Regions from separate parts of the Mus musculus genome. Here region 2 is linked to region 1. Evidence: chromatin contacts called from public promoter capture Hi-C data. All regions are on one chromosome and are shown on one strand. The core of a region is the stretch at or near the end of the contact, and the rest is flanking DNA. Distances in the headings are between cores, read along the strand shown. Region 1 has its middle 17 kb from the start of Gm24150. Region 2 overlaps Tmem144 (transmembrane protein 144).

Region 1 (4,673 bases), core at 171-2,670:
TGTAGGTGAACTGGTAAACTACAGCCACAAGACTCACATCCTGGAGACATCACCATGTTGTCAATTGGGAAAACAATTCTTCAGCACATGCATTTCTCAAATACGCTGAAGGAGAGAGGCAGCTCCCTTGGAATAAATCTAAGCAAGGCATCTGTCTTTATCAAACTGAACTGAGGAGAAGGGCCAGCTGCTTACATCCCAGCTGGAAGCATAAGGATCTGAACTAGGGTCTCTTGAGAGCACCTGTAAGACCATGAGGCGAGTACAGTGCTGTCCATAGCCCTGGTGCTAGGGAAGCGCCAGGACTCCACTATTTGTACAGCAGAGCTCAGTGCAATATAATTCACAATGGCCACATATGGAAACAACTCTATTAACCAAACAAACAGTATTATGTACACATAAAACAGACTTCAGAATGTTGGTGATAACAGTCTGGCTCCATAGCCCACCCAGGCTAGCTTCAAATCCATGCTTCGCCTGCATGGAGCCTCCCAAGCGCTGGGCGGACAATTGCGTGACACCATATACAGCTCACAATGGAGGACTATTCAGACATAAAAAGGACTCAAGAACTGACACATGATACAAATGGACGAAGCTTAAAAATATCACCCGGAGGGCAACAAGCCAGTCACAAAAACTCCACTTAGAGGAATTAGCTAGAATAGGCAACTTCACAGAGGAAGAAAGCGAGAGGCCGAGAGGCCGCTGAGGCTGGAGAGGAGACAGAAGGGCGAGCCCCACAGTTAGTTTCTGTTTCTTTTAGTGGCTTTAGGTTTCTTTACAAAAACTAAGAAGTAAGGGAAAGCAGGAAGTCAAAGCAAACAAGTAGATGGCAGAGTGCTTGCCTGCCACTTCACGCCTGGCCATGGTTAGAGCCTCCCCCCAGCCTCACCCACACCAAAGCCTTAAGTTGTTTGAGACTGGACCACCCCACTGAGAAACACTGCACCAACCTCTTCCCATTGGTCCTAGAAGGCTGAAGTGACAGTAGCTATGAACGTACGTGGGAAGACATGGGGAAGGCACACATGTAACAGACACTCAGTGCGTGTCCCCAGCAGTCAGTTATATCCTGTTTGCTTTAACTCAATATAACCACATTTTTCCTTTTGTCCGTGGACTATAATAAGGCTCTTCCATATTATTTCTTACATGAAAAGTGTTTTGCTGCCCACTCCTCTTCATGTGTTCACTGGACAGGTAACACAAATCAGTATTATCAACATAAGCCCTATAATTAACATTGGAATTTACAAAATCAAATTCACAAAATACAGCCATTATTTCTTCAGTAGTTTACAGTCCATGGAAGATGAGTATTCAAACAGCTGCAACCCAATGACAGCCCAGACTGGCCTTCAGGGAGAGGCAGCACTCAATGGCCAGGCACACTTGCCAGCTAGCCGAGAGGGAAAAGACAGCTCAGCATTTGTAATTCACAGAGCAATTCAAATTCAGCAAAATCACACAGTGCAGGAAGAGCCTTAGGTCAGATGAAAATACCCAGAGGTTTGAATGTCAGATCCATACAGACCAAGTGCCCTCTGACAGTGCCTGCCGGGAGTGCAACCTACAGAGAGGTTAACTGTTGCCGCTTTGAACTTTCAAAGATAGAGTGCTGTTTTGTTTACATTTGGATTAAAACACTTTAAAAGTCATCCCAGTCTTTACAGTAGTTTCAGTTTTTGTGGATACCTGTGTGTAAAACAAAAATCAATGTTTGTGTGTGCGTGCACATACACATACACTTGCCGACATGCCAGGTAAGTCTTGGCTATAACATTCAGAATCCTGGTCCTTTTCCATCCTAGACACTGGCTTTTGACAGGCAGCTATGAAACTGAAGAGGGGTGTGAGGGTGCAGCAAATGCGGTAAGAGTGTTCTTAAAGAACTTGTTCTCTATAAACACACTGCACAACTTTGATTTCAGCCCTTTAGCTTCAACGTAATTCCAGTACATTCTTACAATCTTTAATATTAAACAGCCAGCCGCAAAATGAAAGCTAAGTTACACAGGTCCACATTTGTCAACTGTTGGCTCTCTTACTTAGCCTTATGAAAATAACAGCATGTAAGATCTGTTGCCAGCCATCAGTTGAAAGACCAGCAGCACACAACACACAACATACAGCACACAACACACAGCACACAACACACAGCAACACAGCACACAGCACAGCTCACAACATACAGCACACACCACAGCATACAGCACACAGCACAACACACAACACAGCACACACCACACAGCACAGTACATAGCACAGCTCTTAACACACAGCAACACAACACACAGCAACACAATACATAGCACACAACACACACCATAGCATACAGCACAGCACATAGCACAACACACAACACAGCACACACCACACACCACACAGCACAACACATAGCACACACCTCAGCACACACCACAGTACAACAGTCCACAGTTTCATCCCACTTGAAGGTTTTGCACAGAACAATTTAAAAATTACGAATTACAAATTAACTCAGTTCTTCAAATCAAAATAAAGTAAGGAAAATGTTCTTAATAGGTGCAAATAGCATGACATTACATAATCCAAAATGCGCTATAACAGCCCGCTAGGTAGAGCTCATAACCAGAAAGCACAAATCTGCGAAAAGCACCTTACCTAGTTTGTGTAAACTCCCATAAGTAACTAATGGGTAGCAGAAGTTTGTAAGGCTGGTCGAGCCTAGGTTTCTGTCAGCACGTTTCCTCCCAATTTGATTCAAGAGCATGTTTTATTAGTGTGAGTGTCCTGGAAAAGGCAGCAGCTGGGCACAGAAGCCCCCTCTGCCAGTGTCCCTAACCTTGCCCTGTGTATGGGCCTCCACATTCTTGTGTGCGTCAGAACTGCTTGGCGGAATGCAAGTTCTCTACATCGGAATGTAAACTTACTCCTGTCAGGGAAGACAACCAGGAGATCAGAGCACAGCAGAGAAGCTGAGACACTGACAGGCGATCCAAATTTACCAAATCATCTAAAACGCCAAACTATCAGAGAGCCTATTTCTCATCTCGTCATTCCTAGAAAGTGATAGACACTGAATGTTAATCTCCTTATAAATAAATCTAATTAACTAAAATGTAAGTAACCAACTGATGCTCCTGAACCAAAATCAATGTATGTATCGATGACTTCAAAGAAAGAGTCACATCTCATTGTCTAGACAAAGTATGGTAGCAACTGTGGAAGCCTGGAATTTCATTCCCCAAGTCAAGAGAAAACAGCAAAGTACACTGAAAAACTTGCCATAAAAACACACTGAATCTTTTTAAATGTTTTACATTCACTCAAAAATTAGCAGGCACTAAATAAAATCATACCTCATGTAAATTACAAAATGTGTGTGTGTGTGTGTCTGTGTGTGTGTGTGTCTATGTCTGTGTGTGTGTGTGTCTGTATACACACTGTGTCAAGAGAGTGGACTAAGTGGCGACGATTCCCTAAGTATTTGGAAACTACACACATTTCACCGTCTCTAGACACCTTCCACAGCTACTTTAGAAATGTTCCACCATCAGCAAGCACTCAATGGCAGTTTGGAAGCCCAGCACTGAATCTTTACTTACAAATGTAGCAAGCACATACAAAAATAATAAGGAAGGGCTCTTCACTGTGCCCCCCTACTCTCCCACCCCCCTGTTCAGTTCCTCTACTTAAGAAGCATTAAGCATTTAATATTTGTAGTATGAACATTTTAATTTCTAAAAATCCAACCTGCACTGTCTTCAATGTCTTTGAAGCCCCAGTACAGCAACAGTGCTGCCACCGTCTACGGCTACGTCTCTGTAGCAGCAAGCGCTCCCATTTCCCTGTTAGCTGCTGGTGAGCCCATGCACTCCGGGCTTGTGGCTCTAGCAGAGCCAACATTCCTTCTGAGGCTCGCTTCCTGCTTCCATGACCCACCCACCTCTCTGGGCTGCATTATGTATTACGCATGTTGTATGGGCACTCTTTCCGCATACCAGTCTCATGACCTCAGCAGCTGCCTGACAGATACTCTTTATCAATTTGTATTAATTCATTATCTACTCTTGTAACTCAAGGACAAGTAGAAATCGGCAATGTCTGTCCTCCTGTGAGGCTTCAAGGTCAAATGTTCACAAGAGCTACAGCTGCAATCTTTGTTATTAACATGTATTAGAGCGGTGCGAAGAGCCGGTTGCTCTCCACCAAAAGAGTTGAATTGTATACTGGCCTGAGGGATTAGTGCGGTAAAGACTGGCGTATATTTACATCATCACAGATGGGCGAGGCTGGAGGAAGCTGTGTGACTCTCGCTTTCCCTCTTCCGGTGATAAAGTTGTTCTTACCTCAGATGTACCGGGCTACACAGAGCAAATTTTTCTCGTGCCACAACCCAAAGCAGCCTGGGACAGTGGTATGAGGGCTACGCTTTGGGAGTGTCTGTGCCCTCGCCACCGACCTGCTACAGACAGCTCAGCTAAATTGATCTGCTGCTATCCCTCTACAAAGCGGCACAAACACGACTCTGCTGACCACTGTGCTTTGGCACAGATGTCACCTGACTGGTTCTTCAAAAGTTATGGTCCAGGCCAGGCTCTCCCTTCAGCACAGGGACCCGTGCCATGACCAAAATGGTTCGTTAATTTTCACCATTTCACAGTGCAAAGCTGAGCATATTGAGT
Region 2 (4,867 bases), core at 2,325-4,824, 630 kb after region 1:
TGTGGAAGAATAAAGTGCCCCAATGCAAGGCAGGGCATGTCTCTAAGCCTGTAAAGGAGGCAGTTCTGCAAAGCATCTTGCCTTGTGATGAGATTTCAGCCATCTCCAACTTTCTGTCTTGTGTTGTGATTTTCCACTAGGTGTTTCAGAACCGAAACAAACACAGTCTCATGGCCGCACATCACCTTTGCCCAGTATAATTCCATACCCAGGAGAGAGGGACGGTGACATACCTTCTCAGACCAGTCTGCCAGGGAGAGTTAAGTCTGTAAGATTCCACATTCACTGGTCGTGTAGTTACAGCAAGTGCTTGACTTAATGAGCCCACTGGGGAAACATTTCAGGCTCTGATTGGAAAAAGGCCTTCAAAAATAACAGGGCAAATAGTTCCAGGTCTCTGTGACCTGAAATGTCTAATTAGGCTAAAGAATTACTAGTGCATCTCTGAGAGAACCGAGGCTGTGCAGCCTGATGAGTCAGTGGAGAGTCACTGCCATGTGATCAGGGAACGGTGTGGCGTAGCTGTGCCCCAGCTGTTGGTGGCATTCGACAAGGACACACTCTGCGCTTCCATACTTCTAACACAAGTTTATTTGTGATGTTTCCACCTTATAGGAAACTACATGATGAAGTCCAAACACCAATAAAAGGACAATGAAAAACACCATTGAGAGACAGATGGAGAGTTAGAGGCACAGCTGGGACATAAATGAAACAGTAGTGATTTCACACATGAACGCTCTTGGTACAGTCATCCACGGGTCATATATGTGAACGAGGATAGTTGCAGGAGAGAGATGGTGAGGATAGTTTCAGGAGAGAGATGGGGCTGGCAGAGGATGTGTGCGGTTTCTGAGCTGATCCCAAATTATCAAGCAGGCACACACTCCCCTCTGGTGGCCAAGTGTGAAACTGCATTTTTCCATATGAATGATTACTAGTCCTCAAAGATTAAAGTTGTGCAATCAGGTTCCTGATGTTATGAGAATAACTGACTTTAAGCATTTGATTGAATTTTCCAGTCATTAAAGTTGAAAGTCTCATCTTAGAGGAGCTCTAGTTTTATAAGCTTTTTCATCTTTGGCAGTGACTCCAAGGAAGACATGGATAATTCTATTAGGCTGAGACCCAAGCTGTCCTCTTGAGGGCTAGGACATCTTGTCAGCAGATGCCTATTTGATCCTCAGGAGAATAACACACATGGAATTTAGTGAGCAGCAAATAAGAGAATCAAGTAGAAAATCTGACTTAAAAAAAGATTTATTTATTTATTTATTTAAAAAAAGATTTATTTTATGCATGTGAGTCCACTGTCGCTATCTTCAGACACACCAGAAGAGGGCATCAGATCCCATTACAGACGGTTGTGAGCCCCCACGTGGTTGCTGCGAATTGAGCTTGTGACCTCTGGAAAAGCAGTCAGTGCTCTTAACCCCTGAGCCATTTATCGAGTCCTTGCCTTATTTATGTATATGAGCGTGTTTTTCCTGTATGTATGTCTGTACACCAGAAAAAGGCACCAAATCCCATGAGACTACAGTTATAGACCGTTGTTAGCATCTGTGTGTGTGCTGGGAGTTTAACTCAGGACCTTTGGAGGATCAGCCAGTGCTAAGCCATCAATTTAGCTCCCCAGTTGACTCCTTGTAGTTTACATGAGAGAACGATGCGCAGTCTGATAAGCATGAGAGGTTCTTTCTTTTTCCTCCCATCTTGTCTAATAGTTTTCAAGATAAAACACTTCCATGCCTGTGTTGGTGGCTTATTTCTTGTTTTTGTTATTCCATCATAGTTGGCAAGCATATTGCAATTTGTTTATCTTTCCCATTATTTATGGACATGAATGTATGTACCATTCTTAACAGTGCACGAATCGTTGTATGCTTTCTCTAGTCCAATCCCTCTTCTGTGCGAGTCGCAGGGTCCAACTCAGGCTGTCAGGTTTGGCAGCAAGCATCTAATTTACTCTCTTGAGTCAACTTGCTGGCCTACTATTGCTCTGTGATGACTAGAGAGGACTTAAAGATCTCCCATTAGAACAGCTTTCATACACTGTATCATCGTGTGTGAGTTAACAGATGCCAAGAAATTGTAAGCTCTTTTGACTTCATAATGACTTAATGACTATTTACATCAGTGAGGGGAAACTACAAGGTACATAGAAATTCTGTCTGGTAAAATCAGGATGCTCATGTACTTAGGGAGGGTTAAGAAGGGCTTGAAGACCGAAGCCTGTGGTGCTGGCGATAGGGGAGTTCCCTTATCTGTGATAGATACAGTGCTGATGAAAAGGCGGATTTCAAATGCATTCCTGAGTCTGCAGTATTTGAAAGCATGGCAGGCACGGTCTGGGTGGAACTCGAAGGTTGGAAGGAGCACAGAAACAGACTCAGGAAAACAAGCACCCATCTGGAAAAGGAGATCTTCCCAGTGTTCTGCCTTGTCCAAGGGTTCTTACAGAGAGCTGTAACTGCCCATGCGCTAGATTTAAATGAGATGTGCTGGAGATGTAGCAGGAGTGTAAGTGGGCTGACTGTTCACACCCGCCCCTCGGTCACTTTAGAGTTCTGAGAATGTTCACAGTAACCTTGCACGCGACGGACTTACGCTGCTAGGACACCCAGAGCTGTTTTCCTCTTTGCTTATTTTCAACCCAAAGACTGAACTTCATTGTCTATACTCAAGAGAAGTCCTGGTCTCTCCTGCTCCAGTTCTTTTAAAAATTATAAATGTGTCAAAAGATGCTGAAAATGTGTCATCTATAACAAACCCTGAGTATGTTTTCATGACTGCTTGATGCAAACAGCTTTTCTCTCCCCCAACATTAACATGCCAATCTCCTTCGAGGTCCCAAAAGCCATCTCGATAAGTCTGACACATTGTTTTTGTTTATTTGTTTTTTTGTTTTGTTTTGTTTTTTGAGGCAGGGTTTCTCTGTATATCCCTGGTTGTCCTAGAACTTGCTCTGCAGAACAGAGAGATCTGCCTGCTTCTACCTCCCAAGTGCTGGGATTAAAGAGGTGCACCCCCACCACCTGGTGAACATTGGTTTTTAATGTTTTATATAAATATACATGTGGGTCACTTTGATCACTAGCAATTTTCTTCAAGTGTATCAAACTATACACAAGGTTGTACAGCTTACTTTTTTCAACTCCATGTGACTTTTAGCACCAACAGGTATAATAGCCAGTTACACTAAATGAAGTAAGTCAGGAATAAAGGCCCATTGGTAGCTCAAAGGAAACGCTATATTGCTAAGCCCTAGATTCTTTATTTTCTGTTCTGCATGTCCCACAGTGTGAAGATCAGCCTTACGGGGTGGCTCCTTTCACTTTATGCAGTTTTGCCTCTGGACACAAGGGGGCAGGAACTCTCTGGTACAAACGTGGCTGCCATTTTCATTAAGGTTCAGTAGAAAGCACAACTTGAAAAGATCAAAACAGCAGACTCTGTTTACCACACAAGGGGAATGAAAACCTCAAACCCTCACCTCTGAGGATGAGTGGACAGAGGGGAGATTACAAAACTGCAGGAGGGGAGAGGCAAAAACAGACAGACAGACAGACCCTAAAACCTACATCAAGATGAACCCACAGAAACCAGGACAGAGAGGACTGGAAGCCCTTCCTCACTAGGCTGCCTACAACTGTGGAGCTACGTCCTTGATTAGAAAGGGTCCTGCAGCTTCTAGCCAGCACTGTTTGAGCCTTCCCCTCAGCTCATCAGCCTGAAGAGAGTGTCTCCCCTTTCCTAATAACCACATGGCCCTGTATCAAAAGATAAGGAACCCAGCAAATGCCATTGAGTGTGCTAGGACTCAGATCTGTCCCTATAACGTAACCATGAACAGTAAATTGTTTGGTAACCATTTTGGAAAAGCTTGTTTCTCCCACAATACTTTTATTAACATTGTAGGCATTGCTTGGATTGCTTGGGGTGGAATTAAGGGCTCTTTATTTTCTTTTACTGTTTTTTTTTCTCTGTAATTTCCTTACTTCCCATTTAAAATTGGCCACCTCACAAAGAATAAAGGCTGCCCACCATGAAATTCTAAATATATATCTAAAGAAGAAAAGAAATAGTTTTTCTGTCATGTTTATTCAGAAATTGCCATACCATCACAATTTAATGACATTTCAAGTAAAAACTGAAATAGAAAAAAGACATTGTTAATATCAAACATTATTTGTGTGAGCAATTCAATGATTAGAAGGGACTCCAGGGATGTTTCTGATTTGGCAAGACAAAGTTCAATTGGGCTGAGGGTGGTAAGTCCAGTAGTTTTTATAAGTTGTAAGTTTTTCCTACCTGTAAACGTTGTTTCCCCTTGATTAACATGTAGTAACAATAGCAAAGAAGTTTAGAGTGTTTGTCAGGCAAGGAGACATTTGGACAACAGAATTCAAGGCACATGCTATCGCTAGCCCTCCTTCCCAGGAAGCCTGCCATGCCGAGAGAGCTCTCAGGTCCAAAGCTGCACAACTCAGACGGAGCATCTGAGGTTTAAGCCGAGGCAGGTGCAGGATGCTATTCTGTTGCTCTGGCACAACAAAGTACTGCAATATCAGGAGAGAATGGGTGAAAGGCACAGCCAAACACCATTATTCTATTAAGGGTGCAGAGAGCATGATTGTGAGCAATGTGCCTGTGTTTTTTTTTTTTTCCCTTAAAGAATCAAATCAATATATATGCTACCTTCTTTTGTCTCCTGGAAATCAGTTAAAATAGGGTCAAAAGAAACACTTCCAGTTAAAATGATCTTTTAAGTAACTGTGTTTAAGGAGGAAAAAATTAGTTGTGCAGTCAAACAAGTCGGCTTCCTTTAAGTTGAACGTGATGAACTAAAACTGCTATTTCAGCAACT

What was found. Promoter capture Hi-C pulls out the DNA fragments that hold promoters and counts their contacts.
Region 2: a contact with region 1 is called in a promoter capture Hi-C map of the HPC-7 cell line. The contact joins two enhancer-like sites. A contact is called at or near these places in 8 of 39 promoter capture datasets (the C10 cell line, the HPC-7 cell line, cranial neural crest and 5 more), 1 of 15 datasets of contacts at CTCF or cohesin (large pre-B cells), 19 of 484 Hi-C or Micro-C datasets (CD4 T cells, the P5424 cell line, brown adipocytes and 12 more) and 3 of 115 datasets of contacts at active chromatin or transcription factors (T-cell acute lymphoblastic leukemia, astrocytes and embryonic stem cells).

Annotation. Positions count from the first base shown.
Region 1 is chr3:79,177,466-79,182,138 of GRCm38.p6, forward strand. It overlaps a transcript of Rapgef2 not described here. Among named protein-coding and RNA genes, the nearest start is that of Gm24150, 17 kb to the right of the region's middle. Within about 2 kb of position 1,421, at least 137 of the 459 cell types and tissues checked have an H3K27ac peak or open chromatin away from gene starts, as enhancers often do. A contact at or near this core is called in the HPC-7 cell line, where this site is marked.
Region 2 is chr3:79,808,482-79,813,348 of GRCm38.p6, forward strand. Tmem144 (transmembrane protein 144) reads right to left here. Exons shown (of 12, transcript NM_001379543.1): 12 at 4,083-4,867. Among named protein-coding and RNA genes, the nearest start is that of Gm26420, 24 kb to the right of the region's middle. Within about 2 kb of position 3,575, at least 8 of the 459 cell types and tissues checked have an H3K27ac peak or open chromatin away from gene starts, as enhancers often do. A contact at or near this core is called in the HPC-7 cell line, where this site is marked.